Regions from separate parts of the Mus musculus genome. Here all the other regions are linked to region 4. A link is a contact called in public Hi-C, HiChIP or PLAC-seq and promoter capture Hi-C data. All regions are on one chromosome and are shown on one strand. Each heading gives the region's core, a stretch centred on a gene start, on an enhancer-like site or on the middle of the called end of the contact. The rest is flanking DNA. Distances are from core to core; before and after follow the strand shown. Region 1 overlaps Sgms2 (sphingomyelin synthase 2). Region 2 holds the start of Sgms2 (sphingomyelin synthase 2). Region 3 has its middle 5.6 kb from the start of Gm36863. Region 4 holds the start of Cyp2u1 (cytochrome P450, family 2, subfamily u, polypeptide 1).

Evidence for each region. Hi-C and Micro-C count contacts between places; a contact is called where the count stands out from the background. HiChIP or PLAC-seq counts read pairs in DNA pulled down with a chosen protein or histone mark. Capture Hi-C pulls out chosen DNA fragments and counts their contacts.
Region 1: an H3K4me3 HiChIP or PLAC-seq map of bone marrow-derived macrophages shows a contact between it and region 4, with 2.1 times the contacts expected there. The contact joins the enhancer-like site here to the promoter of Cyp2u1 in region 4. A contact is called at or near these places in 1 of 15 datasets of contacts at CTCF or cohesin (large pre-B cells), 3 of 484 Hi-C or Micro-C datasets (bone marrow-derived macrophages, embryonic stem cells and forebrain), 13 of 115 datasets of contacts at active chromatin or transcription factors (bone marrow-derived macrophages, craniofacial prominence, embryonic fibroblasts and 5 more) and 3 of 9 other capture datasets (adipose tissue, liver and pancreatic islet).
Region 2: a contact with region 4 is called in a promoter capture Hi-C map of liver. The contact joins the promoter of Sgms2 here to the promoter of Cyp2u1 in region 4. A contact is called at or near these places in 1 of 39 promoter capture datasets (neural stem cells), 11 of 484 Hi-C or Micro-C datasets (the N1E-115 cell line, Sertoli cells, bone marrow-derived macrophages and 5 more), 25 of 115 datasets of contacts at active chromatin or transcription factors (astrocytes, bone marrow-derived macrophages, cardiomyocytes and 15 more) and 3 of 9 other capture datasets (adipose tissue, liver and pancreatic islet).
Region 3: a contact with region 4 is called in a Hi-C map of liver, with 2.1 times the contacts expected there. The contact joins the enhancer-like site here to the promoter of Cyp2u1 in region 4. A contact is called at or near these places in 8 of 39 promoter capture datasets (cancer-associated fibroblasts, embryonic stem cells, epiblast stem cells and 4 more), 1 of 15 datasets of contacts at CTCF or cohesin (the NIH/3T3 cell line), 22 of 484 Hi-C or Micro-C datasets (the AtT-20 cell line, CD4 T cells, the HPC-7 cell line and 16 more), 25 of 115 datasets of contacts at active chromatin or transcription factors (VIP interneurons, bone marrow-derived macrophages, craniofacial prominence and 15 more) and 5 of 9 other capture datasets (adipose tissue, embryonic tail, liver and 2 more).

The regions. Positions count from the first base shown.
Region 1 is chr3:131,464,629-131,471,743 of GRCm38.p6, reverse strand. All of the region lies in intron 1 of Sgms2 (sphingomyelin synthase 2), which reads left to right. Among named protein-coding and RNA genes, the nearest start is that of Sgms2, 22 kb to the left of the region's middle. Within about 2 kb of position 5,298, at least 39 of the 459 cell types and tissues checked have an H3K27ac peak or open chromatin away from gene starts, as enhancers often do. A contact at or near this core is called in adipose tissue, bone marrow-derived macrophages and liver, where this site is marked.
Region 2 is chr3:131,487,794-131,494,714 of GRCm38.p6, reverse strand. Sgms2 (sphingomyelin synthase 2) reads left to right here and starts at 4,485. Exons shown (of 6, transcript NM_001379585.1): 1 at 4,485-4,625. It overlaps Gm36753 (a long non-coding RNA gene), which reads right to left and starts at 4,199. Exons shown (of 5, transcript XR_003954556.1): 1 at 3,669-4,199; 2 at 1-3,150.
Region 3 is chr3:131,511,218-131,518,163 of GRCm38.p6, reverse strand. No RefSeq gene overlaps it. Among named protein-coding and RNA genes, the nearest start is that of Gm36863, 5.6 kb to the right of the region's middle. Within about 2 kb of position 1,338, at least 3 of the 459 cell types and tissues checked have an H3K27ac peak or open chromatin away from gene starts, as enhancers often do. A contact at or near this core is called in liver, where this site is marked.
Region 4 is chr3:131,299,545-131,306,569 of GRCm38.p6, reverse strand. It overlaps Cyp2u1 (cytochrome P450, family 2, subfamily u, polypeptide 1), which reads left to right and starts at 3,343. Exons shown (of 5, transcript NM_027816.3): 1 at 3,343-3,890. The coding sequence starts at 3,443.

The DNA.
Region 1 (7,115 bases), core at 4,049-6,548, 160 kb before region 4:
CTGTTCTGGAACTAACTATGTAGACCAGGCTGGCCTCAAACTCACACACAGATCCATGCACTGCATCCAGAGTGCAGAGATTAGAGGCATTCACCCCCCAGCGCACCAGGCTTGGATTCTGTCTTTTAAATGATACGCTTGAGAACGCATGCGCACTCTAGGGCATGGACTACTTACAGTGTCCCTTTCCGTACCCCCTCCCCAACCGCCAATCTCAAGTTGCAGGTTTTCATCGTTAATAAAACCCATTCTTAGTAAAAATCCAGTTTTCCTTCCTAAAAGGATGGACCTCGCTCGAGCCCCGCTTTCACTGAAACATTACCAATGCCTTAGGGCTGAGCACATACTCACGTGATTCATTAGCTATGTCTACATCCTAAGGATCACCTAATTGTTTCAGTATAAAGTTTAAAAAGAAATACCTTCTTAAAAATCATTCGTCCTCAAAAAAAAAAGTTAATTTAAGAGGGAGTGTCTGTATAAAGAACTCAGCTGGACACTAAACATATCCAAGATTTAACCAGCAGAGCTCTCGGGTGTGCCCGCGCCATTGATTTATAAACTCTTAGTGCTACCCCCATGGTTTCTCAATACTGGGTTTGGAAGCAGAAGTGGAAAGAAGTGCGGTGTCAGCCATGAGTTGCCATAGATACACTTGTCAACACGAGCTGTTAGCTCCGGCTGCCATGGCAACAGGAGATGGAGGGTGGGTGGGTGGGGTGGGGCTGAGGCCAGTCCTCAGGTCAGCCTCCCTCTGAGGTTGACTTGGGGCTGAGAAGGCTCCAAGGTCTCCCATCCTGTGGGCTGAGATTAAGAGTAAATTTGCTGTGCCCTGAGTGAATGCTACTTTATAAAGGGCATCCAGGGAGGCAGCCTCCGTCCGTGTGGAATCTGTCGCTGGGAATGTGGTCCCTAGAAGCCACAAGAAGGTCTTTCAGGATGAATTGTTTTTATTTGAAATTACAGTGTAGGGCTTGGATGGAATTTTGAAAGCTGCTGAGAAATAACCTTTGGGTATGTGGCTGTTATTTCTGTAGATAGGTTTCCGTCTAATGGTGGAGTACAAGGCCTGTGGGCTGTCTGTTTAGAAGGAATATAGGAGGTCAATTTTTGAGAAGCGATTAAAATACTTAAGAGCTTGTGTCACTGTAGGGATGGGGAATGTGCAAACCAAAGTGGTTGTGCATAAAGAAGGGCTTTAAAAATGTGAGGACAGGGCTGGAGAGATGGCTCAGTGGTTAAGAGCTCTGGCTGCTCTACCAGAGGTCCTGAGTTCAATTCCCAGCAACCACATGGTGGCTCACAACCATCTGTCATGGGATCTGAGGCCCCTCTTCTGGTGTGTCTGAAGACAGCGCCAATGTGCTCACATAAAATAAACAAATCTTTTTTCAAAAATGTTGAGTACATGCTCTTTGTAAGATATGACTCTTCAGTACCCAAAGGAGCCAGACAAGCCCACCAAGCAGTCAGTCACTGGAAGTAGCTCGTGTGCAAATGGAATCTAGCTGTCTCAAAGGTAGATTGACTAACTGCTCATACTTGGATTTTGGTTGCTGATTTGTATGGCCATTGATCTGGTTTTTGTTACCCAAGTTGTTAGGGTCACAGCTTAAGCCCTGTAGCCTGACTTACTAGGCTCTGCCATCCTCCTTCAGTGTGCCAACTAGACAGAGAAGTGACAGGGACAACCAGAGGAAGATGTACTCTGTGTGTTCACCTTGAGCAGAAGAGCAAATGAAGAGATCCAGTGGACCCCTCTCACCCCCCCAAACTCCACGCTCAGGGTCTTAGCTTGAAGCTTAGATTTAAATAGGAGACAGGAAGTGTGCATAACTGAGCAGGCTAGGACCAACCCTGCCCTCCTCCCCCTTGTCCCAGCCTCACTCTGAGCTTTATAACCTCTTTCCAGGAGGCCGGTTCCTGCTCAGGGTGGCACCAGCCTGGAGCCTTTTCTTCTTCCCAGCATGAGATTCCCACGGAAATTCCAGCTTCTCAGAGGCCATTGTTTGACTCCTCTGACAGTTTGATTTCTGATGGGGGCCTGTATCTGTAAGGATCCACTTCAGGTCCTCAGGCTTGGTGGCAAGCACCTTTACCCACTGAGCCGTATCACCATCCTTGCAAGAATGTTCTTACTACTTCAGAATGTAGCCCTCCGATAGAGTACTTCCTCACATGCACAGGCCCTGGGTTCAATACCTGGTGTACATACACACTACACACACTACACACAAGTTCACACACCCAGGCAACCAAGCAGAATACTAAAATAAGCAAACAGAAACAACGTTCTTAACCAGAGAGAGATCTAGATTTATATTTTCTTTTATATATGAATGTTTTAGCTGCATGCATGTGTATGTACCACATATGCTTTTGGTGCCCGTGGAGGTCATAAGAAGCCATCGGATCTCCCTGAACTGGAGTTACCCATGGTTGTAAAACCCCATGTGGGTGCTGGGAAGTGAACCTAGATTCTCAACACGTGCTCTTAAGCATTGGGAGTTTAAGCCTCCGCACTGAGAGTTTCTCTGCATTGCCAGTTATGTATTTTGAATGGAAAGCGAATTCCTAGTCTGTGAATTGTCTTACTTCTCTTAACTGCCTTTTTGCAGGCAGAAATTTCACAGGTTAGTGAGATCCGGCTTACCCACTGTTTTCTTCAATGGTTTATGGTTTTGATGTATCTAAAACACATTGCCAAATACATGGCCATATAAATACTTTCCACATCAGCCCCTCCATGCTTTTGTAATGAGGTGCCCAGTCGCTGAGGCATAACCTGTTAGAGGCTCTAGGCTTCTCTGTGAGAAACAGGCCTTGCAAGGATTTCTTGGAGTGCTCTGTTTCTTCCGATTCCCTTGGGTTCCATCAGCAGAAGTTTCTAGACGACAGGGCTGTGTTTTCATGGGCACAGTGTGCTTCCATCACTCTCTGATGTACCCAACAGCAGGCCTGCCCAGAACTTCATGGTAATGAGGGTTCCATGGTTCTGCATCCATTGTAGCGGCCATAGCAGCCAATGGGCACTTGAAATGGCCGGTGGAGCCAAGGACGTGCATTGTTTCAGTTAACTTAAACTTGAGTGGCTTGGTGTACCTTATAGCTGTGGCTGTAAACCGCACAGCAGTAGGAAATTCAGACAGATTAGAAAGACTCCTGGTCCACCGTGCTCACCTGTCTCCCTCAGTGCAGCCTTGATGAGCGTCTCTTAGACGGCAGGCAGAGTACTAGGTACCGGGAAAACGAGAGTGAAGCATGTAGTGAGGTTGAGTTCCCTGAAGGTCTTCAGATTCAAGTGACTTTCTGAAGGTCACAGGGCGTATCTTCTGATGGACCCATGCCGTGTCCCTCAGGAAGCCCCTTTGCTCCTGTCTCTTGGTATTCACCATTAGAAGGCGGCTCACCATGTATCATTACATGCCACCAACGTAAAGTATAGACTAGGAGGCCAGGGGCAGAGCGTTTGTGTGGGTGAACCCTTTGGTTCAGTCGTTAGCACCACAGAAGGGAAAATGGGGAGGGGATGTATGAACGAGTGGTCTGCTTTTGCTGGAAAGACAACACGTGCATGCATTTCTTGGCTCCCTTGGAACCAATCATTCACTCTCAGGAAAGGTTAAGCAAAGATGTATAAGGATCCTCCTACCTGTTAGATGCTGTAGAGGGGCGAGAAGAAGCCTCAGGGCATGGCACATGGGCGAAGTCACATACTTCTCCTGAAGGTGCCTTTATTATCAGATCAAGATTGCTGGAAAATGATATTCTTGGCATCACACAAAGTAACACCCGAACAAAGCAAAATTAACCCAGCAAGGCAAATTTCATTTTGTCAAAAGGATACAGCACGACCCTGTCTGGGTTAGCATGCACATGGGCCCTGGGGGAGGGCCATCCCCGTAATCTTGTGCTAATGTAGGTGGTGACCGTGTCTCATCTGATGCTGTGGGCTAGTTCATAATCTGTGTAAAGGAAATGAAGGAAAGGGGGAAAGGGTGGGCAGCTTGGGTCATCAAGTTCCTGGGAATGCAGCAGAGGCCTTTATGCAAACAGAAGTTTTACCAGGTAGGCAGCATTAAAGATATGAAGGTAGATAGATGGATGGATAGATAGATGGGTGGATAGATGGATGGATAGATGGATAGATAGATAGATAGATAGATAGATAGATAGATAGAGACTTATTGAATATTGATCTTTGGACTAACCACCCTTGATTAACCGTTTCTCACAAGATAATGTCCACGATGACTCGTCTGTTTGCTAATCATCAAAGTCATTTAATGTCCCTGCCAGAAGTGAAGTAAAGAGACCATGTGTCTCAATTTGACTATCAGACTACTGCAACAATGAACCCAAAGACATGAGATTTCCCTATGAATCTCAATGTTGGGGGAAGGAAAGGGCTCCAACTGGAGGAGACTTTATCTCCTGGAAAGTCATTTCACCCAGCTCTGACAACTCACCAGATCACCTCATAGAATGAAACTCAAGTTCAGACAGCGAGGGGTTAAGGGTGGATGGGACCACCCCGACTGGACCTAAGAGACAGATCTGAGGAATTCAACTAGTTCTCTTTGTCCCTCTCCCCATTGTAACCTTATTGAAGAAATCTTTTTTCTTTCTACTATATTTTAGACAGTTTTTAACAACTCATTTATTTGTGTGTGTATGCGTGTGTGTGCTTGCGCGTGCGTACGTTTATCTGCATCACGTGCATCCTGGTTCCCCCGTGGGCCAGAAGGTGGTGTGGATCTCCTGGTGCTGGAGTGGCTGTGAGCTGCCCCGTGTGAGTGCTGAGAATAGCCCGGTTCCTCCACAAGAGCCATAAGCTCCCTAACCACTGAACCATCACTCAGCCCCTCTCAGCTTTCTGGTTTTAATTTAACGATTTGAATTGGGTTACTGAGGGCAGAAGACAACTTGTAACCCTCAGGTTAGATAACAGTCTCAACCTTCCCCTCTTTCGCTGACCCTGCTATCTAAGGGGAGAGGTAGACCCTGGCTATGTATGATTCAAGGCCAAGCGTGTCTGAGTTGCCCTGACAGCCCAGTTGTGTCCAGTGACCACCTGACAGTCCATTGGAACTTGTGTGGACCCAACTCCCCCAGCAGGCCCTCCCCCAGTCCCTCCCCAGTCCCCTCCATCATCTCCAGATGAGCCTGCCCACCCGCACTCATGTTCATAACACCAGGCTTCTGAGTGTCTTGTGCCATCTTCCTTTACCTTACTCAAAATCCAGTTGCAAAATCTCCTCCTGCCCACAACTCACTTCTGGTTTTCCTCTTCCCTTTTCTCCGGTTATTCCTGCTGTCTTAGTTTTTAATTTCCGTTTGGACAGCAAATAGCGCTGAGGTCCCGAGAGCTCCATTTCTTTACTTCCATTGCGCTGACACACGCCCTCCCTCCGGAACTTAAGGATGTGAAAGTTTCCCGTGTGAAATACATCTCTATAAATCTGCCACCATGGTTCGTTTTTGGGGATTCCTTTGAAGGAATGTTGGAGCCTTGCAGGGCATAGATGTCTGAGATGGATGTTGCTGAAGCCATGTTAACCCCAGAAGAAGCAAATTGCTCTAACTAGTGAGAAGGCCCAGCAAGAAACATCTCAGAAACCTTACAAGGATAAACAACAGGGCTGGGACTGTAATGGGCTGTGGGTAACTACAGGAAGTGGATTGCTAACCAAGGGAATGTAGCAGATACGGTCCTGCATGCGGGGAGGGAGACCCATAGCTCTTAAATCCTTGAAGGGCAGAATTCAGTCAAGAGCCAGTTTAATAGAAGTTTATTTAGCTAAGATATGGTTAAGTTAGAATAGCTAAACAGCCTTCTAAAGAGGGGTTGTCATGCACTACCCCAAGACAGACAGCAGCCCATGGGTTCTGTGTAAGGATTTTGGCATTTTATGGATATGTATGAGGTGAGCGCTAATGCATCCAGGCCCTCTGGGCCTAAGTGCACAAGTGTCACAAGCCACTGGAAAGCCTTGCCAAGCAATGCCAGCAGGAGGAAGCCAGAGTCCTGCTGTCAGGGGTCAAGGCAGCTTGAATCACAGTCACAGCCTTTCCTCTTGATGGTCAGCTCTACTACCTCATACCCAGCTGCTAGCCCTTTAATTTACCTTCCTCTGTGTTCCCAACCTCCCTGTTCTAACCCTACCATCTTAACATTTATTTTATTTAAACATGTGTTTTTACTGTAATTTAATTACCTTCAAGACAGAGCTCTATCATGTATAAGGAGTCGAGAGTCCTCGTTCTTGGATGGTTAGTGCAGTGTTTGTTTATCCTGCTGAGATACTTAGAGCAACCATCTCATACTTGTTAACCTGGTGGGTTAAACATACCACTGGATTCCCTCTGGCTTAGAATCCATATTTGCTGATATTACTCTGTCCCTGCCAAAGATCTCCTCTACCTGGGCAGAAGGGACCCACGGGTAAATTTGTTTCTCTCTTCATATTTAGTAATTCTTTCTTGACTCATTTTTACTTTGAGCTTCATTTCTCTTTCTCTGTTTTGGTTTTAAAAAGCTGTATTATGTAGCCCAGGCTGGCCTTGGGTTTCCGATATAGCCTTTGAACTCCCGGTCCGACATCCTCTCTCCCTTCCAAGTGCTAGGGTGACTGGTATGTCACTGTGCTTGGCTTCACATCTGGTTTCAAACACAGGCTTTATTTTTTATTTAAGGAAGAGTAGCAGTCATAGTGAGAATCCGTACTTTAAATCTCTCAACTATGTAATTAAGCTATATTTAATCAGAGCGGTGGGCCACCTCAATGCTTGGTGGTAGGACCACAAGTGGCATCTTGCTGAAAAGAAAACTTTTAATAAGCTGGACTGAGAATTTTTATTTCTTCAGCAGCATGGGTTCTCTAACATGTAGTGAAGACAAGGAAACTGAGGCTTACTGTTTCAGTCCTCAGTGTATGGTGATGACTGGGTGCTTCTGTAGAGACGTGCTGTGGCTGCCATGTTTGGAAGTCTGTCTTGGAAGCTTTCTTCCCGCCTTTCTCATTCTTTCCCTTTTCTTCCTTTTCTTCGTCTGCAGGTGTGTTGTCTCTTTTTCTTTTTAGTTATGGTAGCAGCCCTTGTTTAAGAAAACTTGG
Region 2 (6,921 bases), core at 3,236-5,735, 190 kb before region 4:
CATTACACACCTCGCCTGGCAGGTTAGTTTTGATGTGCCCAGGGTTCACAGCTAAGTCAGACCAATGATGCCCCTTTTCCTCCTGCAGCCTGCACAGTCCCTTCTGGCACCGTAAAACATCCCACCAGGGAGGAAGGGTTCATTTCATTCTAGAGTGATTACTCTATTTGCAACTGAGGTGTGTAGTATCTTTAGCTATAGAGCCTTGTCACCTAGTTCTTGGCAAGAGCCTATGCTGTCTTGGGGGCCTCTGGAGCCTCCCTGAGTATCAAATCATATGAAGGTGTCTCTCCTGCTAGTGAGATCTTTTTTGTTTTTAAGTAACTCTCAGCTTCTGGGGGCAGCATTACCCAACCACTCAGAGTATCTCCCTTCTGATTATTTAACCCCCTCCCCTGAAAAAAAAAAAAACACTATGCTTTTTAATTGAGTTACAAGACAACAGATTTCCGTGGGGCTTTTCCACACAGCCTTTATTTGTGTTATGCTTCTCTTGACCTCCTTATCCAGCTCCCATCCCCACACTCCTCTCCCTGCCTAAACCTTTTACTCCCCAGCAGTCTCCCTCTCTGCTTTCATTTTTATGGTCTGCTCCTCCTCCTCCTCCTCCTCCCTTAAGGCACCGCTCCACCAAAGGTTCCTTTGTGGAACTGGCCACAGGGAACATGTGGCGGTCAGAGGACAACTCTCTACTTCCACGATGTGGATCTCAGGATATGACCTCCGGTTATCAGGATGAGCAGCAAGCACCTTTGTTCACTGAGCTATCCCCACAGCCCTTTAGTTTTTGTTTTTGTTTTGTTTTGTTTGAACCTGAGACTGCTTTCTAAGGTGTCCTCACTGTTTATCCCCCTCAGAAGAATGCATAAGGTAGACCTATATTATTCCTCCCCACCCCCGCTGGTTATGTAATGTTCCATAGCAGAATTCTCTTCTCCTTTGTTCCTTGTGGTTCCTCATTACTTTATCTCTTTAACAATTATATGCCAGGCAGAATAGGGGGCATTAGGTAAGTTACAAAAGACAATTTGATAAACATTCCCAAATAATGAGAAAGAGAGAGAGAGAGAGAGAGAAGAAAGGTAAGGAAAGAAAGAAAGGAGGGAGGGAGGAAGGAAGGGAGGGAGGAAGGAAGGGAGGGAGGGAGGAAGGAGGGAGGGAGAGAGGAAAGAGAAACTGCCTTTTCTATTGCTTAGACATGCTGAGAAAGTACATAGGACGATCCTTAGATAAACAACCATGGGCACCAAGTGGAAATTCGATAAAATTTCACTGGTTAAATACCTGACTCTGGGTATGTTGAAAGCAGAAGATTAAATAAACGAGGAGAAAACTACTATTTTTCCCTGCGTTAATCAGTTTGTTTTATCAAACCAAAGAAATATTTGTTAAGAGCTGATTTACGGTGTGCTCTTGCTTCAAAAAGGAACTGACAGGAACCTGTTTACCTACGAGCTGTCCTCTCTTCTCAACCCCTCTCCAGATAGGTCTCACTATGTAGCCCAGGCTGACTCTGACTGCTTGATCCTAACAATCCCACACAGGGCTCAGATTACAGCTCTGTAGCACCACACCCAGGCCTACCACCACCCTTTCAGAGAAGCCAATGTAGTCATTTGTCTTCCTTAGTTGGGATCCAACTCACAACCTAGCTGGACATTGTCACTGAGCTTCATTTCCATCGCCGTTCTCTCCTTTAGAAAGGTCACCAACATCATTTATCCTTTAAAGATTTATGTGTGTAGGTGCTTTGCCTGGTGCCTGTGCAAGCCAGAAAAGGGGTGTCGGGTCCCCTAAACTGGAGTCACAGATGGTTGTTGAGTCGCCATACAGGTGCTAGAAATTGAACCTGGGTCTTCTGTAAAAGCAGCCAGTGCTCTTAACCGCTGAGCCATCTGTTCAGCCCAAACAAACAGCATTTTAAAAGATGATGAACCATGGATTTAGTAAACTTTAGTAGGTTAGAAAGAAAGAAAGAAAGAAAGAAAGAAAGAAAGAAAGAAAGAAAGAAAGAAAGAAGAAACCTCTTTCAGTGAAAAGAAACTGTTAAAACAAGGGCATTTAGATAAATAATTTGCTTTCTTTTTACATTTTTATTTTTATGCTATAGGTGTTTTCGTGCATCCTGTGTATGCAGGGCCCATAGAAGCCAGAAGAGGGCATTGGATCCCTTGGGACAAGAGTGATAGACAGTTGTAAGCTGCCCCATGAGTGCTGGGAATTGAAACCCACCCCTTCCCCTGGAAGAGCAGCCAGTACTCTCTCCAACCCCAGAATCTGCTGTTTTAAAAGTCAGTGAACATCACAGAAAAACTACACCGAGCTCCTTCAGAAACTCGCTCTTACCTGTTTGTCTTTTGTTTGTTTGAGAGTTTTGGAGTCAGGCAGGGTCTTATGTAGCTCAGATTGACCTGAGGTCCCTATATGGAGGAGAGCAGTCTTGAACTCCCGATGCTCCTGACTCTGGCTCCCAAAAGCGAGAATTATGGGAGTGTTTCAGCACTCCCAGTTTTATTTTTCTGTAAATGGCATGACAGAATAGGCAACTGAAGCACAAAGGACCACATGTTCCTAGTTCTCCATTTAACAGTTTTCGGCACAGAGGTCTATGTAGAATCTATAGCAATCATATCCTGCAACGGTACACCCAGGGCTGAGGGCTTTGGGGCTCTTAAAACTTCACCCATGTACACAGTTCAAAAATCCTACAGCGTCGTTTTCCTCAGGTCTTTACTTAGGTTTAAGTATATAGGTATACTTATATTAGGTATATATCTCCATAATGTAAAAATATTTGAATTATGAAGTAGGAGGTAGGTGGGTTGTTCACCCAGATTCACCTACATAGAATCTTGACCCTCTCTGCACCCACGGATCAAGACACTAAACTTCTGAATTACATCTGTGGTTGTCTGGGGGGGAAAAAATGTTAGTTCAAATTTCTATTTACTTGGTCAGCATGCTAGCAAGCCAATCCATTTCTATTGCCTTCTGGGCAAAATGCCTAGGTTTTGTAAAAGTAAAAAGGAACTCCTCATTGCAAAGGAAAAATAAACCCAAGGAAAACAAATTTATTTGTTGATGCTCTTTTCTGGGTTCCTACCTTTCTGTAACTTGAAAACAAGTGCGCTCCCCACAATGAAGTCTAACCTGTGGTTAATTGCAGGAGAGGTTAACTTAAACTTCTGGATTGTGACATCATCTGTGACCTGCCACCTTGGCACCTCCCCTCCAAAGTTCTATTTTGCTGCCATTGGGTTTAATGATTATTGACACAAATGATACCCACACAAAACACCAGAAATGCTTATTGTTGTTTTTGTGGATTATGTTAACTCCCATAGGACAGTCTGTACAATCCTACACGTTCAAACTTAAAACCAGAAGGGAAGTAGGCAATGCAATAAAAAGCATTTCTATCAATTAAACTCATTGGAGGTTTAGCCAGCTGCCTGGATGCCTAGTGACACCCTCCAAAACGACCGTGGTTGACTGAAAACTGCTACAAGGTGTGGAAACGACTCCAAAGAAATGCTGATCCTTGGCCATTTTTAGACAGAAGCAACCCTTCCTGCAACCTAATTGGTAAGATCAGCCGGGGCCGGGGATGGGGGTTGGGGGGCACACACACATATGGACACTTGTGCCCCAAGGCAACAGAAACGCACAGGTTCATTTAAGTGGAGAGTCACTCTTTCAGAGTCATTCTGGTTCCGGTTTCTCATCCTTGCCAGGACGCAATTCACCTAACGGAGCAAATGACAAGGTGGGTAGCATCATTAGTCTCACTAACCGGGAACAAGCACCCTTCCAGCTCACCTAGAGGTGCCACCAGGCCCGTGGTGACTAACCTCGCCAAGCGGTCTTGTGATGTTTGGAAACCTACCCCCTCGACCTAGGCGGGGCACCACCCCTTGAGTCAGCGGGTGCCCCTGGCCCGCACACGTCGTTATTAGGAAGCAGTTTCCGAAACCCGAGGAGGTGCGGAGGTGGCTTATCCCTTCCCTGCCCCACCCCTGAAAGTTGCTGGGAGCGGCACCTAGAGAACTTTCCCAGATTGATCCCCGCCCGCGTTCAGGGAGGTCTGCCCGGCTCTGCGCTCAGCCTGCGGCCGGGAGCCACCTCGTGCTGCCTGCCAAGCCCCTCCTTCGCCGCATCTTGTAGGGCCGCAGAGGGGAGGGAGGGTCGGTCGGCCAGCTGGGATCGCCTCCCCGAAGAAGTCGCACCGGTTTTTCGAGCTCGGCTAGGCGTCCGGAGAGACTCGGTCGCCGGGAGTCGCGGGAGCCCGCGGGAGCCTCGGGCCCGGGGTGAGTCACGGCTGGGAGCAGGAGAGGGCTGGCGAGAGTGCGAGAATGAATGATGTCAGGGCGCGGGCTGGGGAGGAGGGCGGGCCCGCGGTAAACAGAGCTGCGCGCTGCCCCGGGCTCCGCCGGCCGGAGACCCCGCCCTCGGCGCCGCCGGAGCCGCCCGGAGCCCGGCCCGCTGCGGCGCCCGGACTGCGGCCTGGGGCGGAGCGGCTACCTATGCGGGCGAGACCCGCGCAAAGTTTGCAGCTCTCGGGCCCGGTCCCCCGGGTCCTCTGCGCCCAGCGAGCGCCCCCGGCGTGCGAGCACCGGCTGCGAGCGGTGAGCGCCGGGCCGGGAGGAGGATGGGCTGCGGGCTGCGCGTCCTGCGGAGCGCGCGGGGACGTGGCTCCAGTGGGGGACGTGGCTCTGGTCGCCACCGCCTCCCCACAGGCCGCCCCGCCCCGGGCATCCTTGCTCAGTTTTCATCTGCTGGGGGTCAGCTGGTGGCTGTCTCTCCTCCCAGCCTGCTGCTCATTCATTTGCGACCCATTTTCGGATACTTGGTGATGGTGTTGAAATGGCACAGGTTAAACCGTAGATTGTGCAGTGCCGCTCTGGGGGGTCAGGGTTGAAGTTCGAGTGGTGGAGGAGAGGCTGCCACACGCTGACAAGCTGTGCACAAGACCAGCTCCAGGCTGCCCAACAGGACCTTTGGCGTTCAGACCCGCGCCCCTTAAGGAAGGGAGATTCGATTTGTCAGCACAGAGAGGTGGGAGTGGACCTTACCCCGTCACAATCTGTGGGTCCGGTGATCGTTCTGTCTCAGAAGCAAATAGTTCAAATGCTATATCCTGTAATCTTTTATTAATCCGCCGTTCCTCTATTTCCAAGACTTGCTTATTTCTAAAATGACCTTAAATTATTTTGACATGTGTTTGAAATACTGAAGAGGCTCAACTCTTTTTGTCAGTGTGTTCGCGTGAACTTTGAATCCTTTAACTGTTCAGTTCTTTGGTTTCACCTCGGTTATGTTAACCATCCCGAACAGGTAAAAATGGCATTAGGACTACCTTAGACAATAGCAACGATTAAGTAAGGATTAATGAGGTTAGTAATTAAGGCTGGAAAGTACAAAAGTCTGAACGTAAACCTCTTTCATCAAAGCAAACTTCAATAAATTTTAACTCTTGACCTGTAAATAATAGCAAGTTCCAGTTGGCTTAGGTAAATGCCAGCTTCCTTCTGACAGATCTGGCGGGCCCAGGTTAGCACGTGAAATATTGTTGTCTACTCCCTTAGAGTGGGAAGGGAGGTTTCCAGGAAGTTAAACGTTGCAGGTGGATACCTAAGAAGGTTTTGTCCCCACCCTCTGTCCTGGGAGCTACTAAATGTTTAAGAGACATCAAAGCAGCTGGACACACAGAGAATGAGAGGCCTGGACTCTGCAGAAGGTATTTGTAGCGAACTCTTTACCATTTCTTCCTCTCCTCTCCTCTCCTCTCCTCTCCTCTCCTCTCCTCTCCTCTCCTCTCCTCTCCTCTCCTCTCCTCTCCTCTCCTTTCCTAGAAGCAAGCAAAGTTCATTTTTGTTTTTGTTTTTATAGACCATATTCCTTGGTCCACTGATAGAGTCGTGTTTCATAGCGATCTCCTAAGTAAAGGAGTTGTTTTTTAAAAGCAAGTTAATATTTAATTTACTGTTCGTTTCATTTGTAAGTCAAACTGGTTGACTTCTGAACCTTTAGAAAAACTCAGCAACACCTCTAGGTTGTTCACCCCGAGTTTCTTTTTCCCAGAGCTTGGTGAAAGTCCTAGGAGGTATTAGGAAGGACCAGAAGCACGTGGTCTCATATCTACAGCGGTGGTAGTGTGGAGAGCAGGCAGTGGCTGTGGGGATGTAGGGGACCCAAGGTAATAACCAAGTCCTGCGTTAGCTCTCCTGTCCGTGCAATTTTTTTGTTGTTGTTTTGTTTTGTTTTGTTTTTCGAGACAGTGCTTCTCTGTGTAGCCCTGGCTGTCCTGGAACTCACTTTGTAGACCAGGCTGGCCTCAAACTCAGAAATCCACCTGCCTCTGCTTCCCGAGTGCTGGGATTAAAGGCGTGCGCCACCACACCCGGCGTCCGTGCAACTTTAAACAAAATATACAGAGAAAGAGAAGTTATCTTTTGTTTGCTAAAACAATGAAATACAGATTATGGCCTTTTTTTAAAAAGTGATATGTTGAGGCTATATTTTGAGGAAAAGAGAGGGAGGGAAGAGAGAGCCAGGAAGGTCAATCTTCCTGTGTAGGGCTACTTGAACTTGAGATCCTCCTGCCTCAGTTTCCCCAATGCTGGGACTGCAGATATGCACTACCATGCCCTGCTTCCTGGCCCCCGCCCCCCGCCACCAACAATTCCTAAGAATTCTAGACTAAAGATAGCATAGCTTTCCTTTATCTTCTGGTGGAATCAAGTCATGAACTATGAGTATCAGGTAGTCGTTCAACTCACATATTTGCTGAACATTTATTAAGCCACTATTGTATAACAATGCTGAGGTAAAGGAGATGCTGTCGCTGCCCTTGTGACTTACAGTCCAGTAGAAGTAAATCCAAGTATTATGGGGTCCAAGAGCAAGAGGGCTGGGACCCGT
Region 3 (6,946 bases), core at 89-2,588, 210 kb before region 4:
TGCCTCCACCACCAGACTGGCCACTGAACTTTTAATACATGGGTCGTTGGAGGGACATCTCTGGTCCAAACTATTAACAATACACAGAGTTAATTTGTATTTACTATTTCGTTTCTTTTCTTTGTGACAACAAGACGGCAAACTCTGCATTTGTTGAGAAACGTTGAGCTGGCTGCTCTCAGTGTTTACTCGTTTTAAGGACTTCGCAACTTGTGGGGAGATTACAAAGAGTGTTTCTGTGAGATGTTAGTAAGAGAGGAACACTGAAGCATATTTTCTGGCTCAGTGGTATCCTAAGCTACTTTAGCTGTAACACCAGACAAACTGCCAAGTGAGAAAAGCAGAGAGGCTCACTCTACTGTTCTAATTAAAGTGGTGTTTGTTAGAAGCAAAGTGATCATTTCCCCCTTTGTTAGCATACTTCCCAAGTATTCATAAATCCTGGAGTCAGCCCTCTTAGGGCCATTCCTTAAGAGATTAAGCTGCTGCTTACTCGGAGACGCTGTTTCTTGAAACTGAAGCAACTGGAAAACCAATTCACGTTGGAACAAAATATGGCAAAAAAGCATTTGGAATCATTAGGATTTTAAATAGTAATCAGAATTTAACTCACCCTCTTTGCTGCCTTCTGCACAGCTGATAGATCCCCTGTGGTTCAGTGTAGAACCATTATTGTGGATGTGTACGTGTGTTTGTGTGTGTTCATGTACATGTGCAGCTATGGCGACCGTACACTGATGTATCTCCTTCAATTTCTTCTTTCCCCACCTTATTTGTTTGTTTGTTTGTTTGTTTGCTTGCTTGCTTACTTAGCATTTATTTATGAGAATGGGTGTTTTGCCTGCCTGTGTGTGTATATGTCACACACATGCCCGGTGTAGTGCCTGTGGTGGTCAGCAGAGTATTATGGATTCCTAGAATTACCTGGAATTACAAGACGTTATAATCTATCATGTGACTACTGGGAAATGAGCCCATGTCCTTTGTAAGCCCAAGGCACTGAGCTGTCTTTCCAGCCTTCCTCCAGTCTTCCTACACCCCTAAGTTTTGAGACAAGGTAGCTTGCCAGAAACTCCCAGGGATCCTCCTGTCTCTGCCTCAGCAGCACAAAGACAAGTGTAGTCATGCCACTGTACCTGGCTTTTATTTGGGTACTGGGGATCTGAACTCGGGTCCTCAAGTTTGTGTGGCAAGCGCATTACCCACTGAGCCATTTCTCCAGCTCTCATTTGAGTTTCTGCCATGTGCCTCAAGGAGCCAATGGGAATCATGTGTTGCTATGGTACTGTGTCAGCTAACAGTGGTTTGTTTAGTCCACATGATTATAACTACCTTCCAAGGTCCAAGGCCAGCAAGGGAGATGGAAATGACCTGTCAGAATGTCAACCTCACTGTCCTCTGGCAAACGAGCCTGGAAAATACTCATTTGCACCCCATCATGCTCAGCTCTCTGGATCTAGCCAGCACTTTCTTGTAGTTTTATAATCATTTTCCTCGAGGCCATACTTGGAGCCCTCACTTAAGTTACTGTTGCTTTCCTGGGTTTGTTGATAGTAGGCAAATAAGGAAGCCAAGTTATTTTTTTGAAAACTAAAAGGCATACTAGAGTAAATATTAATTAGATTTTCTGCCTCAGGACTGACCGCTGGTGTCAAGACCTGTACTGAGCAGGGTGGGGAGCCTGTGCGCTCCTGCTGGGGTTTCTCCTTCTCAGTCCTCCAGTACAGTTAGTCCACTGCTTCTGCACCCAATTCAGACTGAGTCTCAGTTGGAAGCATTGTGATCTCTATCAGTTGCTGAATGTAAAAAACTTACTACGTTTCTGACCTAACAGCATACACAATCCCTCCATCTCATAGTCAACAGCAGTGGTGCTCAACCTGGGGGTCACAACCCCTTTGTAGTCAAACCACTGTCTCACAGGAGTCACAAATCAGATATCCTGCATATCAGATATTTACATTATGATCCACAACAGTAGCAAAATCACAGTTATGAAGTAGCAAAGAAAATAATACGGAGATCACCACAACATAAGGAATTGTATTAAAGGGTTGCAGCACTAGGAAGATTGGAAACCATTAGTCTAAACATCTTAACTTCCTTTTTAAAAACATACATAAAATGCATAAAATCATAACTTGAAATTATGACCCCTTTTCCTGTTGGTCTAAACCTATTTCCCTGGTTCTTTTGAGTTGTAAGGTTTGAAACTGAAGTGGAAACTTCTAGTTTCTTTGGAAAGTTAGTCATGTCAAATGTTTTGCTGGAGCACACAGGTGAAAGGATGTCTTGCTAAAGCAGACACCTTAGAAGACCCATGATGAAGGAGTATAAATATGACTGCACATATTTAATAATGGTATGTTTAGACAGTGGGAGACGAGCATTGGGCATTGGTTTGGTTTGGTCCACTTTGCTCTTCTTGGCTAAAGACGCGCATGTATTGGTTCACCTTGCATAGTGTTGTTGAGCTCAATTTGTGGTAACACAGCTACTGAGAGAAACTTGCCCAAGAACTGCTTGTGAGGTTCCTGTGGCAGCTTGCCGCTTTCCAAGGACTCGCCTCAGGCCAGTTTGCGAGTCTTGTAGTTTCTTCAGGATTGAACTACAGCTGCTGGTTCATGCCTGTCATCTGCCTGATGAGAGGACTAGACTGTAGCTGCTGTTTCATGTGTGGTATCTGCCTAGAGGACCGGTCTGCAGCTGCTGGTTCATATTTGGTGTTTGCTATGGGACTGAACTGCTGAGAAAGAAGATTAAGTCCGCCCCCAATGAACTACTGCTGAACAGGTCCACTTCCACCATATCCTAATAACTTTTCTCTTCCCCTACCTCTGCTGGGGGGTGAGCTAGAGGATAGGTTGAACATTTATTAAAAGTAGTTGCAAAAAATATATGCCTAAGGGCTGGAGAGATGACTCAGAGGTTAAGAGCACTGACTGCTCTTCCAGAGGACCTGAGTTCAATTCCCAGCAACCACATGGTGGCTCACAACCATCTGTAATGGGATCTGATGTCCTCTTCTGATGTGTCTGAAGACAGCTACAGTGTGCTCATCATATATATAAAATAAATAAATTAAATCTTTTTTTAAAAGGTCTGCCTACATGAAACAGTTACTAATATTAATAAAATGGACTAATAATAATCCCTACACCAACTTTGAAAGAAAAATATTGAAATGCCCATGATGAGCTACATCCTTACAAATAAACTTCTTAAAAAGTATGTGCTCCCGGGTACTGGTTAGTTCATATTGTTGTTCCACCTATAGGGTTGCAGATCCCTTTAGCTCCTTGAGTACTTTCTCTAGCTCCTCCATTGGGGGCCCTGTGATCCATCCAATAGCTGACTGTGAGCATCCACTTCTGTGTTTGCTAGGCCCCGGCATAGTCTCACAAGAGAGAGCTATATCTGGGTTCTTTCAGCAAAATCTTGTTAGTGTATGCAATGGTGTCAGCATTTGGAAGCTGATTATGGGATGGATCCCTGCATATGGCAATCACTAGATGGTCCATCCTTTCATCACAGCTCCAAATTTTGTCTCTGTAACTCCTTCCATGGGTGTTTTGTTCCCATTTCTAAGAAAGGGTAAAGTGTCCACACTTTGGTCTTCGTTCTTCTTGAATTTCATTCGTTTGGCAAGTTGTATCTTATATCTTGGGTATCCTAAGTTTCTGGGCTAATATCCACTTATCAGTGAGTACATATTGTGCGAGTTCCTTTGTGATTGGGTTACTTCACTCAGGATGATACCCTCCAGGTCCATCCATTTGCCTAGGAATTTCATTTTTAATAGCTGAGTAGTATTCCATTGTGTAAATGTACCACATTTTCTGTATCCATTCCTCTGTTGAGGGGCATCTGGGTTCTTCCCAGCTTCTGGCTATTATAAACAAGGCTGCTATGAACATAGTGGAGCATGTGTTCTTCTTACCGGTTGGTACTAACCAGTACCCCGGAGCTCTTAACTCTAGCTGCATATGTATCAAAAGATGGCCTAGTCGGCCATCACTGCAAAGAGAGGCCCATTGGACTTGCAAACTTTATATGCCCCAGTACAGGGGAACGCCAGGGCCAAAAAGGGGGAGTGGGTGGGTAGGGGATTGGGGGGGTGGGTATGGGGGACCTTTGGAATAGCATTGAAAATGTAAACGAGGAAAATACCTAATAATAATAATAATAATAAAAGTATGTGCTCCCAGGGATGTCAAGAACGAAATTGCAGTTCTGGCTTTACATGCGTGCATTGTTTAGAATGCCAATAATCTCTCTGCATAGTATTTTGGGGGATACTTTTTCTTGTGAAATATACATGAAGTTTTCTTCCTCTTAAGAGAAGGGCTCATTGAATAAGTCATCTAAGCCCCTCGTCCTTTTTGAGTTGAGAGATGAACGTGGGTTGTGAGGAGAGATTGATAGCGGAGGGTGTTGGGTGGACTGTTGTCTTTTGGCCCCCCTTCTACTTGCAACTCTCTCTGTCCACTGGCTCCACCTTAGCCATGTACACACAGATGCTCACGTGGAGGAGGTCCAGTAAATGCAAGTATCTTTCCCAGCATGACTCAGTGCCCTTTTCAAAGGCAAATGACTGTTTCATTTATAACCTGCAAGATGTTCTAGAAAATGTGAACACTGGTACCATGAGTGGTCCCTGCCCACTTTGAAGAATCATTGCTGGTAAGACTGTTGTAATTACTCCTTGTTCTTCCTCCCAGGCCCATGCTCCCAGAAGCAAGACTCAGACTCAAAATATATTTACCAATACCTTGGCCATACATCTGGGCTCTTCTCTGATTCGATGTAACTTAAAATATCCCATTTAGTCTAGGCTGTGTTCTGCCATGTAGCTGGTTACCTGTAGCTCAAGTACTGTGTGTCTGACTGGATACATCTTCCTGCCTCTATCCCAGAATTCTTTCTGCCTCCCGGATGTCCCACCTCTCTTTCCTGACTAAGCCATAGACTTTTTAATTGACAGGTAATACATCCATGCAATCCACAACGTTTTCTCTCTACATAAGACAACTTGGCACACCCCATCACCAGCAAACCTAAAGGAGCTACAGTGTTTTGAATGCACAGCCACTGCCTGCCTTTTCAGAACTACCCATCCGCAACATAACAACCACCTTGGCTTTCTTGTAGTCTTCCTCAGCTCCAAGCTGCTTCTTTATGCTCTTGGATGTTCCCTCAGCACAAGATGCCCCTTACCTTCTCAGAAGCCACCTGTCACACATAGCCTTTACCAACTTCAACTCAGATTTCATCCCTAGACAAATGTCATTCTCCAATTTCCAAATCTAAATTAGACTCTCTTGTAACAAGGCTTCCAAGAACTTTTGTAACATATGCATTTTGTTGCAGAAAAAAATATTAAAAAGAATGACAGGTTCCTGTGCTATACCCTGCTGCTCTCTGCCCCTGTGGGCTGGCCAGCCATGCACTGGCAGGCTATCGGCAGCCTGCTCTTATCTTGTGGAGACTCTCTGACTCAAGAGTTCCAAAATCTCTCCACCCAGGTCACTAAGTTCCCACTGGTGGGTCACTACCACGTCAGCCCCAAGCTTCAAAATTCCCACGGCCTTCAGGGGCAGAGGCAGGAGAATCTCTGAGTTTGAGAATACCCTGTCCTCCCCAGGAAGCTGCAGGACAGCCAGGACTACATAGGGAAACCCTGCTTAAAAAGAATGGCTAAGAATGGCTTTCACTGACACGCTACCTGGCAGGAGAAAGCCTTAGAAGGGTGGTCAAAGATTTTTCCAACAGTTCTTGGTCTCTGTCCGACAGCAAAGTCAGTTTCTGTTCTTTTTTTGCTTTGTTTCTAGGATGGGATATATTTATGTATAAGACAGTGGCAAGGTGCTCAGGCTTCAGCAAACAGAAAGGCACATTCTTCACCTAACCAGAGAGGGCTAGGAGTGGGGTGATTCCAGGCTACGTGTGTGTCTCCCTGTCTTCCATACAGATTAAACACCCTACTGTCACCCTCCATTCTAGTACCTAGAGGACCTTAAAGGATCCCAGCTAACTGTCTGTCTGCAAGTGTTGTCAGGTGAGGTTGAAGAGCGCTTCCTTCCACACTGCCTCAAATCCACATTACTTAAGTCTGGAATCTGCAGAGACCATACCACATATGTTCCAGTCTATACCAATCCTACTTGTGAGGGAGCTATCACCACTCATGCCCATCACCACTCTGGGTCAGGGTAGCCTTTGCTTCACGGCCTTTTTCCTTTTGCAGCTGTGAGACAATTCACCACTAAGATAGTCTCACTTGTAGTCTTGGATGTCACTTTAGTAAGCTTACCTCTAGGTGGCCCCTGAGTCGCGTGTTCTCTCCCTACAGCCAACTTCTAATTCCTGGCTGTGGTCACACCAGAGATGGCCCTTCATGGTCCGTCCGTCCGTCTGTCCCCCCCCCCCAAGGCCAAGAGCACAGCTGGTAGCATTCCAAAGAATTATTGTTAGAAATTCTCCCTCTGAGCCAGCTGACGCTTCAGTTCTTGGGCCATTTCTTTTAAGTATCGTTCCCTTACAATTCCTGAGTGGCCTCGGCCATGCATAATTTATGGCTGCTATTTTTAAAGTGCAATGAGAAATCAATAAGAATATAAACACACCCGCTATTATAACTGTCCTCGAGACAATTGTCATCCTGGTCCATGCTACCTCCTTACACAGAAGTAACCAGAACAAATGGCGTCCTCTTGATGCCAGCTACTTCATGGAGGTTGAGCTGTGGTTGGATGAAATATTCAAGAGCATTAAGGAAGAACATGTTATTTTGGGACTGTAAGGTAGGATGAGCCATTTAGGGCAGCGTTGGAACTCAGCTGTGCTGTAGATCAGTTGTAGTTCTGACGTTAAAGAGTGTCTATTCTATAGGTTATCAGGGAATGCTTAGAAGCTAGCAAAATCCTATTGAAATTCCTACCATGCA
Region 4 (7,025 bases), core at 2,094-4,593:
TCCTTAATCCCTGAATCCAATCTGTTCTTGCTCACTGACCTTGGAAAGATATGATGTATGGCATGTACTTCTCTGAGGATTTACAAACCAGTTGCACAATTGTGGTTTTACAAATGAAGTAATTTAACACTACTCCTGATAACAATCTTACTTAGATATTTTTCGTATACAGTTACCAACAGCTTAGGCCAAAGCCCACGTAAAACAAGAAGGATTTCCGAAGGCAACTGACTGGTTTAAAATCATATTTGGATAAAACCGATCATTTTCCTGAACGCTGTCACCATCTTTCTTCCTTCCTTACCCAAGACTCTTCCCTGATCTCTTCCTGTACTGTTCTGGGTCTTAACTCTATTGATCTGCTTAAAGGGGAAGATGTAACAGTGTTGTGTAACAGTTTCCTCCAAGATTAAAACATTCTATCCTGCAGGGAGCTCCTTAAACAGGAAGGTAAATAACTCAAAATAGCTTTAGGAAGTCCCTGAAACTGACCAGATTCACTAAGCCCCTCCCTGCTAGCATGAGCAATAAAGAAGCAAAAGAGCCAAGCTTCTGAGAAGACTTGCAGTCCAGACCAGGGGTCTGGAAGAAGTAGAGACCAGCCAAGCTGGCTGGAACAGGTTTAGACCATCTAAGGCACCTTCAAAGGACGTTCTCAACCTATTGAGCTACCTCCACCCTGTGCAGTGTACTCCAGGTTCCCAGTGTGTGTGAGTTGTCACTCATGCTATGGTGGGCTTTGGTGATGCAATGGTCTCTTAGTCACTTCTACTCCTATAAGTAACCCCTCACCCATATTGGTGTCTGTCATTCCAATAAAACTCATAGATTCACTAAATTGGAATTTGGTGTTATCAGTACATTAGTCTGTCATGGGTTCCCTGTCTGGAATGAGAAGATGTGTGTGCTATGTCTCCCTAGGAAAAGTTTTGTCACAGAACAAGCAGAAAAATGTCCCTTTACCTGGTAAGAATGTCCTTTATTTAATTGGGGGGGGGGGCGGTCCATCCCTAAGAAGCTGCATGAGTCATAGTTAAGGTTTTCCCAGTGTTGGGAAGACCATCGTGGCTTTTTAAATGAATTTATAGGATTGCTACCAAGGGCTATAGATAAGGTGGCTCAATAACAGGAATTTACCTCCCATAGTTCTGGAGGCCTGAAGTCAAGATCAAAGTCTTTCTGGCTTCTGAGGCTGGGGCTGACTTCTTGCTAAGTCCTCAAATGGCCTTCCATGCCCTAGTCTCTTCATAGTCTCCAGTCATACTGGATTAGGACCTACTCAACTTGACCTTAGACTACTCACACAGCCTCATTTTAGCTTCATTACATTGGATACTATCCTTCCTAGAAATGTGGGTCATATTCTCAGGTATTGGGGATTGGTTCTTTATGAACTGGGACATACAGGTATAAGTCAACTTTCTATCTGTCATACAGAGCTATTAATGAAAGTAAGAGAATAGTTAGGAAACATCATAAGCACAGTTACATCTCACACAAGAGAGGGCAGTTGTCAGTTTTTAAATTAGGTCAATGTTCAATCATCCCGAGAATTAGCTGCATGTATGCCCTGTGATGGTTCTAGGAGAGGTGAAAGGAGGAGCCCCTTTGAAAGATCTAAATCTCAGCTGAAGGCAGAATTTCAATGGTTAGAGAGTCCAGTTTTATTTGGACAAAGTTGTACAAGGATTGGAAGGGCTCTCTTAATTCCAACTGTGTTAGGAAAAAGGGGAGGGGGATTCATTTCACCGAGTATCATTCAGTTGCAAAAGTATAAGAAGATATTTTTTTCCCCCTTAGGAATGGCCAGAATCCAAGCTAGGAGACTGGTGAACCGGATGTGTTCATAGCCTCTAATATTTTGGCAAAGAATGTGACTGCTCCCCGAGGGTGACTAAAGAACTTGCCTGAGGTTAAATTTAAGAGAAAGTGACTAATTTTTTTGCAGAGAATATTTCAAAGAGGGGGCACGCGGCAGCAGTCTGGGTGTTTGGTGGCAGGGAAGAGGCAGAAGATAAGACAAATGGGTCGGATAGATTCCTGCTGTGCCATGAAAAAGGGGGACTAAACAGCTTAAGATAATTTGTGAATTGAGCTCACCCGATAGTAGTGGGTTAGAGAATGGCATAAAGAGAAGGAAATGCCGTATTGGAGACTGCATCTGCCAACAAGCAGCTGGAAAGTGTATGTGTGCTCTGGGGAGAGTACAGTACTCCTGTGATCGCACCCAACAGTGGAAGCGTAAACAGGGGGCTTCCAATTAAGGCTGGACTGTGAGTTACAGGAGCGGCCAGTTGCAAGACAGTAACAAGATAATAATGAACATCTTAATGTCTTATACTCGGAAATCTTGTTTAAAGTCACACAAGAAAAGGAATCTGATAAGGGTTAATTACTGGAAATGTGACAGGGGCTTTTGTAGTTTGTGGAGGGGAGAAGGAAGAATGTATTTGTGTACTTTACTAACTACGGCAAAAGCAGTAGAGAACAGTAGATATTTTTTAAAAACCCACATAATAGGAAAAGAAGTCACCACCCTTCAAGCTTTGGTCATATTTATAACGCACCATAGTGTTCAAATTCTGTGTGGTGTGTGCGTGTGTTTGTTGGGAGGGAGTGATCTAACACAGGAACCAAACGTGGATCACAGGTGAAGCACTTCCCTACCACAAGCATGGGCTAGAATTTGACCCCCTCCCCCAGCATGGTAGTATATGTCTTTAATATGTGAATTCTGGAGGCAGATGTAGGTGGATCTCTGAATTGGTAGCCAAACTGGTCTACATAAGGAGTTCTAGGCTATCAAGATTCAAATAAAAGTAGAAAATAGAAATAAGAATAGAAAAATTAAAATAGAAAAAAAAGGGGGGGGGGCATCGACAATTCTAGGGAGAGTCTAACCGAGAGAAACCACAACATCTGGCCTGTAAATGACAGGAAGGTAAAGCACTCTGGAGCCATCCCCAGATGTTGGAATATCCACACATCACATTGTTGGATACTAGCTCAGCATTTCAGGTCTTGTCTAAGGCTAATTAATAAAGCAGTCACCCAGCCCGGGTTCTCTGAGTGTTTTGATATAGTCAGGCCATATGCAGAAACCCACAGAAAGCTCACACCCCCTGGAGGAGCCTGCTGCTGCTAGTGCACTAAACTGGCAAAACAAACAAACAAACAAACAAACAAACAAACAAAACCCCACTCAGGACAGCTCAGCTGTGCTGCGAGAGACCACTCGTCACCACCAGCCGTCCCGTAGGACGTCCCGCCCCCACCTTATGCAGGAGCAGCTGACTGGAGGATCCCGAGAGGGGCACGCGGCGCAGCCAATCGGAAGGGCGTGCCTTGCCCTGCCTCGCGGTTGACCTTGAGTCATGTAGCCGGCTACTGTCGCGGTGCCGGCGCGTCTGCAGCGGAGCTAGATGCAGGCGGTACCTGGGACATGTCCTCGCTCGGGGACCAGCGTCCCGCGGCAGGGGAGCAGCCGGGAGCTAGACTGCACGTGCGGGCGACAGGAGGCGCGCTGCTACTTTGCCTGCTGGCGGTGCTGCTAGGCTGGGTTTGGCTGCGGCGGCAACGCGCCTGCGGCATCCCTCCGGGGCCCAAGCCTCGGCCACTCGTGGGTAACTTCGGGCACTTGCTGGTGCCGCGCTTTCTACGACCGCAGTTCTGGCTGGGCTCGGGCAGCCAGACGGACACGGTGGGCCAGCATGTGTACCTGGCCAGGATGGCCCGTGTCTATGGCAACATCTTCAGCTTCTTCATCGGCCACCGTCTGGTGGTGGTCCTCAGCGACTTCCACAGCGTGCGCGAGGCGCTAGTGCAGCAGGCTGAAGTGTTCAGTGACCGCCCGCGGATGCCGCTCATCTCCATCATGACCAAGGAGAAGGGTGAGCGCGCCGCGGGCTCAGGATCCCCAGGCGGCAGGACCTGCGTCATGACCAGCATAGGGGATAGAGGACGGAGGCGTGGCTTTCTAGTGTGCGATTAAAGTGGGAGACACACTGGAAAGTGAGGGAGGTGTGGGCACCAAACTGTAAAATAAGGACCACCCACCCCGGAAGCCTTCCTTTGTCCCAAGTGAGGCCTTCTCACGCATAGGTCTGATCTCAACGTTTCTAAACATTGGCTGTGTTAGGAAAAGGGGGAGGGGGATTCATTTCACCGAGTATCATTCAGTTGCAAAAGTATAAGAAGATATTTTTTTCCCCCTTAGGAATGGCCAGAATCCAAGCTAGGAGACTGGTGAACCGGATGTGTTCATAGCCTCTAATATTTTGGCAAAGAATGTGGCTGCTCCCCGCGGGTGACTAAAGAACTTGCCTGAGGTTAAATTTAAGAGAAAGTGACTAATTTTTTTGAGAGAATATTTCAAGATAGCCAGTCTGTTCCCAGAGCCCGTGTATATCTCCCTCGGCAGACACAGGGTCTCGATCTCCTATTCTCCAGCCACCTGTCAATCCTGTGTTCTGTCTTCAGACACTGAAGTACAAGACTGAATCCATTGTGGGTGGCATATATATGCTTCGGTTCAGGAGAGTGGCCCCCTGACTTCATACTTTGATATCCCCTCCCTCACCCCATTTCTAATTTTGCCTTGGAAACTCCCCATGTAAGGCCTCAGAAAGCTCTGGAATTGGAGGCACCTGTAATGGGGAGGGCAGGTGTGAGCACTGGGCTGGAGCACGGAGAGCTTGACTGCTATATCAAGGGTAGTTAGTTCTTGTTCCTAAGGCCACTCCAGCCTCTGCAGAAAACAGAAGTTGGATGCGCTGAATTGCGTGCACCTTAGTGGCCTCTTGGCTAGAGTTGGGTTCAAGATGAAGGGTGTATGACAGCCACTGTGTAAGATGCTTCTGATTTAAGACAGGGATCTGTAAACGTTCACTCTGAATGAAATTTAGAGTAAGGATACACAACTAATCTGGCCACTGGTGAAGGAAGACCAGGAAATCTCTCTTGGCTTAAACCTCCAGCGTTCTGCCCTCTCTTCATCTGATTTAAGTGACAACTCAAGTTTATAGCCATCGGCCACAGTAAACAGACTACCAGTGTTCTGGGTCGTGTTCAGACCCCAAGGCAGGAGAATCACCTTGGCATTCTGGCTACCAGCCTAGCAGCGAGCTGATTCAGTAAGAGGCAGTCGACAGAGTAAGGCCGAGAGTGACAGATCGGGACACATGGAGGCCCTTCTCTGGCCTCCTCATGCACCTGCCTATGGGTTATACACCCTCAACCCCACCCCAGTTATCTATATGAAAAAAAATGTATTTTTATCTCACTGGAATTATAGGTAAGTCATAGAGAATTAATTAAAAATGAAGAAAATAAAAAATCTGGGGCCTGGAGAAATGGCTCATGTGATTGAGAGCATTTGCTATTCGTCCAGAGGGCCTAGGTTCAGTTCCCAGCATCCACAAGGCCCTGCCTAACTTTCTGTAACTCCAGTTCTGGGGGATCCAGCAGACTCTTCTGGTCTCTGTAGGCACCAGGCACACATATAGTACACATACATACATTCAGATAAAACATGCAGAGATGGGGCTGGCAAGATGGCTCAGTGGTTAAGAGCACTGGCTGTTCTTCCAGAGGTCCTGAGTTCAAGAGCCAATAACCCACATGATGGCTCACAACCATCTGTAATGGGATCCGATGCCCTCTTCTGGTGTGTCTGAAGAGAGCAATGGTGTACTCATATTCATAAAATAAGTAAGTAAATATTTTTTAAAAACATACAAAGTAAAAATAAATCTTAAAAAATGTTTTCAAAGTCAGCATTTTAAATTTTTATAAGAAAATGGTGTGTTTCTGAATCCTTGGTAGGAAGGGATTTCTAAAATAAGACCTGTAGCATAAATCATAAAGAAAAGGACCTGTAGACAGGCACAGTGGCACAGCAGCACTTGGAGGGGTTGAGGCAGGAGGATTGCCACAACTTCAAGGACAGCATAGACTTCAAAATAACACTCTATCTTTTAAAAAGCGAGAGAAGTCTTCATGTGGACTGGAGAGATGGCTCGGGTTAGCACATACTGCTCTTTCAGAGGTCCTGAGTTCAGATCTCAGCTTCCAAGATAGGTGCCTCCAACCACCTTTAGCTCCAGCTGCAAGGAATCCAATGCCCTCTTCTGGCTTCTGTGTGCATGTGGGAGTGCGTGCACACGCGCGCACACACACACTCGTGATAAATCAGTGTTTTTTAATCTACTTGTGGTATCTTTAAAACTTATGCTTATCAAGTAATACTATTAAAAGCAAAAACTAACTCATGTAATGAGAGAGAGAGGAGGTTTCACCTATGCACTTACACTATATAGAAAGAAAATCTCCACACAGCACACATTAGGTAAGGTAAGTGTGACATCTGGAATAAGAGCCCCATCAGTGACCTGGGTAAAGCCACTCTGACCTACACTGACAATCACGGAAGTGTGAATGAAAATCACTTGAGATACAGTTTCTCCCTCTAGTGGCCAAACTAGAATATTACAAGTATCAAGAGGCAGCCGTTCAAAACATGGTGATGTTCATATACTCGTGGCCGTCCTTTTTCTCCATTCTAAATCTACTTAAGACAGTAATTTGGCAGTGACTATTCATGTGATGATACCCATATTTTATGGCTCGTCACTGCGCCCTTAGTGATGTCTGTAAAATGTGAAGAAAGTCCATATTCAACCCTGGGTCCATCCATAGAGATGTTTATTTTGAAATGATCTCTTTTCCCCTGTTGCTGGGGATTGAACCCAGGGCTTTGTGAATGCTAGTAGTAGTAGTTTGTGCTGTACTGCTGAGCTGACCCCTGACCCTTGATTACAGAGGAACTTACAGTATAAAAGAACCAACAACAGAACTGGTCTTTCTCTCTTTCTTTTTTTTTTTTTAATTTTATTTTTATTTATTTAAATTTTTTGTTGTTTTTTGAGACAGGGTTTCTCTGTATAGCTCTGGCTGTCCTGGAACTCACTCTGTAGACCAGGCTGGCCTCGAACTCAGAAATCTGCCTGCTTCTGCCTTCCAAGTTC